Regions from separate parts of the Drosophila melanogaster genome. Here region 1 is linked to region 2. Evidence: chromatin contacts called from public Hi-C data. All regions are on one chromosome and are shown on one strand. The core of a region is the stretch at or near the end of the contact, and the rest is flanking DNA. Distances in the headings are between cores, read along the strand shown.

Region 1 (4,335 bases), core at 548-3,047, 120 kb after region 2:
ATCGTTTTCTAGGTGGAATTATTCAAGTGGGCGTCGTGCGAAAGTATTTCCGTGGCGAAAACTAGTTTAAGAATCGCGAGATTCACCCAATCTTAGTCAGGATCAAAGGAGAAAGGTAAGAAAGACGCCAGGGCGGGCAAGCAACTAGGATAATCGATCGCAATGGCCTTGGTTACTAGTTGGTGATGTCAGTGGCGACGGAAATGGAAGTCCTGGCCACGCACTTGACCCAGTTCGGGAAAATCGCTTTTCTAGTCCCTCCAGAAGCGGCCGAATGGAAAGCGGGCGGAAGAACCATGCATAAAGCTATTGATTTTCCCTCATTTCCCAAGCAATTAAGGCCTTTGCCTTTAACCCAGTTACACGTACATATATCCATATGTACATAAGAACATACAAATGTCGGCATCTACATAATCGCAATGGTCCTTGGGCGGGTGCGAAAGTGGATAAACGGGAGAACCCTTGAGAGCGGGTGGGAGTTGGGCTAAGGACGTCGCCTGACACTTGCAGGATTCAGATTCAGATCTAGCCGCCTGCCGCCCTCCCTTTCGGGAAATGGAAGCTTGTGAAACGTGCAACAACCTACGCCACAGCATCACAAGTTGAGGAAAACCAGGGAAAATCCGCAGGAAAACCGAAAAGGAGTAGGGCAAGTCTGGCGCTCGGTGGTGGCGCTCGCTTCTTCCCAATTACCACCCCCGAATCAACGACATGTTATTTTGCCGAGTCCTTTTTTTGCTTTTTACCGACGCAGAAAAAAAGACGCATCAGCAGCACCAACAACAACAGCCGACGTCGCGGCGAAAAGAGCGAACAAACATTTGCCAAAAACAACACGTACACCGGACGAAAACGCACGTCGACCTGTTCACTTCCCTACAAAAACAGAGTTGCGAAACATCCCAAGTGGTAACGTCAATCCTTTTGTTGCAATGAGTGCAAAACAATTTTTAAAACAATTGTATTTATTGACTATTTTACTTATTTTTATTATTATTTTTTAAGTGCATTGTCAGTTGGAATTTCAATGTTCCCATTATTTATAGAAGTTGACCCAGCAAATGTTTCAATTTACGCGCGATTATGCTTTTTAATATGACTGACATAAATCAAATCTGTATAAATGCAAGATATGAAAATTATTAATTTCAAAAGCATTCCCAAGGGAAAAGTAAAAAATTAAAAGTTTAATTAGTCAGGACAAAGCTATCCGAATGCAACTTCTTTGAACTCATGATGGCGACGAGGAATACATCCTGGCGACGGCAGGACAGGCAGCCCTCCCCGCCGCCCACAAGCAGGGTTGCATGCACGCCAAGCCAAATCCGAAAGCAAATCGGGGCCGATAGTGCATAATATCGTGCGGCGAAGAGCGAGACGAAGAGTCGTGGCGAGTTGTGGCGAATTGAGGTTTTGCGCCGTCGGGCCGAGCGTCGCTCTTTTGCTCTTCATCTTGGCTCGTTATTTCGCTTCGCACCGTGTTTGCGTTCACAACTCTTGTTCGGGTTCTGCATTTTATTTTATTATTATTTTTTTTTGTTTGTTGCTATTCGGTGAGTACCTGCGGAAAAGTAAGGCAAGGCGATGAATGAAAGGAACAAAAAGGAAAAGAAAACGAAATGAAAAGCCATGCAAAGGGTTTTCCTCGTCAACTCGCTTGTTTGTGTTTTGTGTGCAAAGTGCCTGGTGAAAAGATGTACTCGCCGTACTGCCAAATGAGAAAACGGCAGGCGTTCGTTTATTAATGCTCGCGTTCGTATTTTTGCGAAAACCTGGTGAAAAAGAAATTTTCTGTGCTCGCTACTGCCTGTGAGTGTGTGTGAGTGAGTGTGCGTGTGCCTGTGCGCTGCTCGTGTCTGTGTGCGCTCGCTTTGGGTGTGCATGTACGTCACTGCCACCCATTTTTGTGTGCTGTTCTGGTTCTTCGTCCCGTCTCGTGTCGCCTCGCTGTTCCCTCCTAGCCGTCCCTTGCGGTTTTTGCTGCAACTCTGCGGAAACTCTCCACGAATTCCCCCCTTGCCTAGCGCACGAAGAGGATGGCAGCTCTGCCAATTCTTTGGTAACTTTTCCGCCTAGTGAAAACTGCTGCCAGTTTCCGTTCGCTTCAGGTACTCCGCTTCTTCCGTTCCGTCCAACTGACTGTCTGCCCGTGTTTACAATCGCGGCGTTTTTGCACACTGTGCCGTGCGTCTGTGTGAGTTCTACTTGGTGGTATATCTGTGTACATGTACACACATCGATACGACAGCGGAGTCTTCATTTTGTTATTGCCATTCTCTTTCACTTCCTTTTCGCCTGCTTTGTTGCTGTCGTCGCTGTGACAGTTATGCTAGTTGTTAGTGTGCGTGTCGTGTCCGTGTGAGTTTTCCGCGTTTCTTCGCCGGTGCGAACTGCAATCTGAAATCTCGCACTCGCGCTAAAATGGCGCATGTCAGAATCGAAATTAAAATCATAAGCCAAAAGCTACTCTGATCGTCAGGCCACGAAGAAGCGGAGAAAGAAGATGAAGAAGGAGGACCAGCAAGCGGCAACAGCAGAAGCAGGATACCTAACCAATTTGAGGATTATTCAACATCTCATCGACTCTTCAGCTTCTCTTCTCAGCCTTGCCCAGTTGCTGCTTCTTCCGACTCTGCTCTTCTCTCCTCTACACGCCACTCGTCTCCTCTGCTCTTTTCTCGTTTTGCTTTCCTCGCATTCTCGCAGCTCCCAGCTGCTGCCAAAACTTGTTTTCAGCAGCGATAGAAAAGAGGGGCAATGGAGCTGGACAGTGGCTGGCAAGGAGAAGAGGGGGTTTCTGGAAACCGCAAAAGCATGTTTAATGTTCTAGTCGCGTTACTGGACTCCGAATCGGAATCGAGTGAACGGATCGGATCGGATTGTCCTGGGGATTGAATGAGCTAAAAGGGGCTAAGAGAGCGGCTTACTTTCGGCCAGGTGAAAGCCAGGGCCATAAAACTAAGTTTACCACATTACCGCTTAGGATTTCGCTTCGGCTCAGATTAGCTGTTATACTGAAGTTTGGAGATTAAAGTCCTTTGATAATATTCTTTTAGTTGGATTGAATCGACTTAATAGTTGATTAGTTTGGAGAAAACACAACAATGTTGAGTTACAACTAAAAATTTGATTTATCTAAGTGAGCATATACATTATGACTTAGCAATCCAAAGGCTTATCAAAGTTTTCAATGCTTATCAGGGATTTTACAGGTGGGATGGGATTTCCATTCACTTAACAAGTTTGAATTTAGAAGATAACGAAAATATTTTGGTCTTCCAGAACGATTTTATAAGAGCATTATAATTAAAGTTGAAAGGATGCAAAAGAAACCCAGAATGGCGTTTCTTTTTGTTTTTTAAATCTAGTGCAGAATTTAACCTACTTCTGGGTTGAGCTGTTTTTGCTTTGCCAATTAGAACGTTATTCCCACATGGCGGATTAGTAATACGACTTAGTAACTTTCTTTTTCCCCTTCTTCGCGTCCTTGCAGATATTCTTCACATCACAGTCAACCAATGGGACCAAATCACTGCGACTCGAACTGGACACAATCAGCATCGGATCGCAGGGAACAACAGGAGGTGGTGGAGCAGCAGCGCCAGAAGGCGTCGGGGGAGCGGCCATCATAGGAGCAGCAACGTCGGCAGCAGCTGCCCAGGGCCCCTCGAGAATGTCTAGCCGGAAGGTGCCAGGAGGCTCTGGAGGAGCTGACGAATCCACAGCAGCAGCTGCCCCCCTGGATGATAATGCCAATGCCAGTGTGGAGATTCCAGACAGCAGCGAGGAGCCAGCAATGGGCGTCGGCGAAGAGATGTCTATCATAAGCAAAACACGCACCTCAACTTTGTCAGTGGAGCCCGCTAAGGAGCCAACAGTAACAGCAGAGCTGGAAGGCGAAAAAGAGCTGGAATCGAATCCAGTCTCCAAAACTCCTAGGTCCACGCCTACGCCAACCCTTACGCCAGCCGTCACGCCTACCGCCAGTGATGGAGTGGCGGCCAAGAGCGTGAGGGTTACCCGGCACTCGTCGCCACTGCTTCTGATCATCTCGCCCACGACAAGTAGACGTGAGGTCGGCGACGGAGAGCTAGACACCGAGGAACCAACGGGATCGGGTGGCCAAAGAAAGAGCTCCGTGGAGCGATCTTTGGCGCCCGTTATACGCGGACGAAAGTCCATCAAGGATCTGAAAGAAGCCAAAGAAGTCAAGTCCGAGGAGCCGCCTGCCGCAGCATCAGAGTCACGAGCTGCAAGTGGAGTGACGCCTGGCCAGGTCAAGGAACAGCATGTCGCGGATGGCAACGAAATGGAATCCTTGCCAATCACAGA
Region 2 (4,105 bases), core at 487-2,986:
CCTCCAGTCGATTCCTGGGACTTGCTCTTGTTGAGAATTTTTTGAAGGTTCTCCGAGTAGGCTGTAATCTTTCGAGGCGCTGGCGCATCGTCTTCCGAATGGGCCGCAGGTCCCACAGTTGCGGAATCCTGAACCATTGCGTACGTTTGGCTGGGGTTGGTGGTGGTGATAGTCACTATGCTGCCTGTGGGCGGAGCCAGGCCTCCACCACTGGTCACCTGCAGCTGCTGAAGCTGCTGCTGCTGTTGGATCTGTTGTTGGTGCTGCTGAAGTTGCAGCATCTTTTTGCTCACCACCTTGGTGGCCACAATTTTGGTGTTCGCCGGCTTGATCTGTAGCCCCGAAAACGAGACAATGGTGCCGCTATTTTTTGGCCCGCGTTTGATAAGTTTGGTAAAGTTGTGATGTGCATGAGAATGGACGTGCGGGTGGACCTGCTGACCACCGCTTTGCTGCGCAGCACTCATTACGGTAGTCACCTGACCGCCCGGCTGCAGCAGTTGCTTGCTCTCTACAATCGTGGCTCCTCCGGCTGTGGCCGCTCCACTAGCGCTCATCAGCGGCTTGAGCAGCGGCACCGATATAGTCTTGTTGCCAATCGACACTTTCGCCGTGGTCTGCGTTACTTCCGACAGCTTCTTGGCGTTAACCATCAGCTGGGTTTTCATCTTGGGGTGAAGATTCACCCGGTTTAACAATGTTGTAGTGGGCGTTTGGCTACCAGTGGCCGTGGTATTGAAGATGTTGTAGTTCGTGTGACCGGATTTCTGTGTGAGGATTGTAGTGGTGCCGGCTCCACTGACTCCTGCCGTTCCGTTGTTAGCGTTTAAAATAATGGTGGAGGTAGTAGCTCCAATAGGCGTTCCTGCTGGTGTTCCCGTTCCGGTGGAGTTACCCACAGATGTAGAGCTATCCGCGCCGCTGGCTGGCATCAGTACGTAGTCGAGGTCCTCAGATTTGCCGGAGTTTTCAGCATGATCCTGCCCCGAGCCACTGGGCTCGATGGAAATGACGGACGCGGTTGACGATGATGACGAGGCCGACGATGAGGCACCCTCCTTTTTGGTAAAGCTGGTAAAGGCTGTGTTTCGGTGTAGCAAAGGGTTAGATTGACTGTTCCTTGGAGTGCTGATTCTGTACTCACTCTGCTTGTCAGCGTCCTCCGCCTTGATGGCACCCATCTCAGTGCCGGAGCCGAAGTTGCACACTATGATCTGCTGATCGCGGGCGTCCCAGACGCCGTCCGCCGTCTCGACATCCTGCGGCTCCGACGCAGCTTTTACCTGCGCCTTAGCCTGCTGTCCACTCCGCTGGTAGAGGAGCTGCTGCGGCGCGGTGCTCGACGCTTTGGCGGGCAAACTGGGCGCTGCCGTTCCAGTTCCGAGAAGCAGCTCCGTCTTGGCCTTCTTGCGCGTGGGATCCTCCGCCGGAGTGGCGGTGTCGTCGCCGCTGCGCTTCTGCAGGCTGACCGCATTGAAGGCAGCGGCGGCCACGGATGCTACTCTTTCGGGTTTCGCCTTTTCGGCGGCACCAAGCGATGTTGTCACCTTCGGTATATTCATAACAAACACACAAGTGGAAACGCGGAACGCCGGATGCGATGCGCTGCGTTTCGTGGGACGGGAAGGGCGGCGGTCTAGCTAGCTAGGGCTCGCGCGGCCTGCTTTTTTTTTTACCGAGCGAAAACATGCACGATTAGTCAAAAAAATTTTATTTTCGTGTATGCAGAGCAGTGTTACCAGATGGTAAAACGACCATTACCCTGAAACGTTCTTACCCATCCCTGGTTTTCCACTCAGAAACCCACCACTTTTCCCATCCCATTTCAACATATCGCCATGGCGGTTGCAATCGAATAACGTTTGTACAGCAATCATTTTTCGTTAACTTCAGAAGTTTTTAATACATAACATAATTATTGTGTTCCACGTGCAATATGGCACATTTTCAACTGCAAGAATAAACCATAGTCTGGACAGGGCCGTCAGCTCACTCGACCAATCGGTGGTCTATCGATATATGTTTTTAGCACCACATTTATTAGCTCGATCTGGCAACGGTGGCCGTTGATGCAACACATCTTTGCACAATACAATTTTATAAATAAGTAATATATTTTGACATAAACTCACCATGCTCTCATTAAAGTTAGTCTCCCAGCTCTTTAAGCAAAGCCTTGCGTGTAAGTTGCAGTGGCGCTTCCTGCCTAGCCACATCCAATCCGATAACAGTTTGCAACAAACCACTTAAACTTTTCTTTGCAGCGGGCAACATGGCAATTGTCAACACAGCCGGTCTTAAGTATTTCGCTCCGCCTATTAAATACCAGAGTAAGTAGTTGCATTTAAATGTGCACAATGAATTTAGAGCAATAAATGAATGAATGTGGGAACCCCCAGATGTGGAGCAGCCGGAGAGACCCAAGCTGAGGGTCATTGAGCGCCAGCCCCAGCTGCCGCCAAACATCCGTCCGCCAAAGATGCAGAAGCGCCTGCGATACATGCGCGGTCCGGAGATGGTGCACAACACGCTGCTCCATAAGCAGTACGCAATCGTGGCCACTGGCGGAGGGCGCCTGCGCTGGGGCCACTACGAAATGATGCGTTTGACCATCGGACGCAAGATGAACGTCAACACTATGTTCGCCACATGGCGCGTTCCCGCACCCTGGCAGCCGATCACTAAGAAGGGCCAGGGCCAACGGATGGGCGGCGGAAAGGGAGCCATCGACCACTACGTGACCCCCATCAAGGCCGGTCGCGTCATTGTCGAGATAGCCGGCAAGTGCGAGTTCGTTGAGGTCAAGCAGTTCCTGCAGCAGGTGGCCAACCAGCTGCCCTTCCAGGCCACCGTCGTTTCCCAGGAGATGCTCGACGAACAGCGCGTCGCCGAGGAGGAACAGACCCGCCAGAATGAGAACCCCTTTACCATGAAGTACGTGATCCAGAACAACCTCAGCGGCTGCCACCGTTGGCTCTCGCCCGTGGACCACAAGTGGTTCGGCAAGCACCTGTAGATGTATAGCTTCAATTAATAAAGCCATCCTTCGTTAATCTGTTACGAAACTGTTTCAAGTACTTTTGAAAACTGGAAATATCTTAAAGTAGGTTCGAACTTCGAACTTAGGGCTCGTTGTTCCAAGCCGTGACTCTGCGGCACCCAATTGTGGAGCAAATAAGAAAAACGCCATATGAAGGGAAATGTACGAGTTCTATTGCAAACATTTGTTTAATTTTCCATTTCGTTTACGTGGGTAATATGTAATGCATCATATAATATGTTTTTCTTGCCGTTTCGTTCGCATTATAATAAATGTATAATATTATGCATGTATGCGTGTGTGTATGCTTTGTCGCGGGGTATGGTGTGTGAGCAAATAGCCTTCTCCCACGGACTTCAGTTCTGGAAGCAGAACTTTGACCTGCCGCAGCTCCTCGTATTTGTCAAGTAAAATCCACACCTTCGTTGATCTAGTCAAGTTTCGGTGATCGCGATTCCGGGATCCGGGATGGAATCAAAGCCGGTGGAAGAGGGCTATTGTGCAGGGATGGGAATTCGTGTGTTTTATGTTATGGGGTCGAATGGATACTCGACCCTTACCCTTAGCTCGGCTTGTCTAACAATCGGTATCGTACCAGGCAGCCAGGTTGTTGTTGTCATTGGGTGGCGTCGGCATGGCGTCCAAGTCAAAGTTCAATGCACCGGCATCAATCTCGCCAACGTCCATGTCCATGGAATAGGGCGAAGTTGGTGCGCCGCTAGGCGGAATGGCGCCGATGTTACCACCGCCGCCGCTAGCTCCGCCTACAGCTCCACCATTGCCGGGAGCACCGCCAGCACCGCCGCCGCCCACTGGGCTGCTGATCTCCAGACCCTGCATCGAATCTATTGGTAGAGTATCATATCCTGTGAACAAACGAGATGGGCAAAGAATGATAGGGAATATTGTGATTAGTGGAGAGGATTTACAATCTCCGCCAGCCGTCAACTGGCAGATGGTGCGACACCTTGAAGTCCTGCAAAAGTGGATTCACTGCTGCTCGCTTTAATCGGGAACTCATCTAAAATGCATCTTTCCAACACACTTATTGGATTTATGCCGATT

The links. A called contact is a pair of places that touch in the nucleus more often than the background predicts.
Region 1: a contact with region 2 is called in a Hi-C map of the Kc167 cell line, with 1.6 times the contacts expected there. The contact joins the promoter of east here to the promoter of trr in region 2. A contact is called at or near these places in 7 of 107 Hi-C or Micro-C datasets (the D17-c3 cell line, the Kc167 cell line, the S2 cell line and 4 more).

What each region holds. Positions count from the first base shown.
Region 1 is chrX:2,010,846-2,015,180 of dm6, forward strand. east (enhanced adult sensory threshold) reads left to right here and starts at 1,798. Exons shown (of 8, transcript NM_001258556.2): 1 at 1,798-1,812; 2 at 3,497-4,335. The coding sequence starts at 3,677.
Region 2 is chrX:1,888,214-1,892,318 of dm6, forward strand. It overlaps trr (trithorax-related), which reads right to left and starts at 1,737. Exons shown (of 6, transcript NM_166911.4): 1 at 1-1,737. The coding sequence starts at 1,562. It overlaps mRpL16 (mitochondrial ribosomal protein L16), which reads left to right and starts at 2,043. Exons shown (of 3, transcript NM_001272219.1): 1 at 2,043-2,182; 2 at 2,265-2,330; 3 at 2,400-3,269. The coding sequence starts at 2,134. The coding sequence ends at 3,016. It overlaps arm (armadillo), which reads right to left. Exons shown (of 7, transcript NM_057317.4): 7 at 3,188-3,906. The coding sequence ends at 3,617.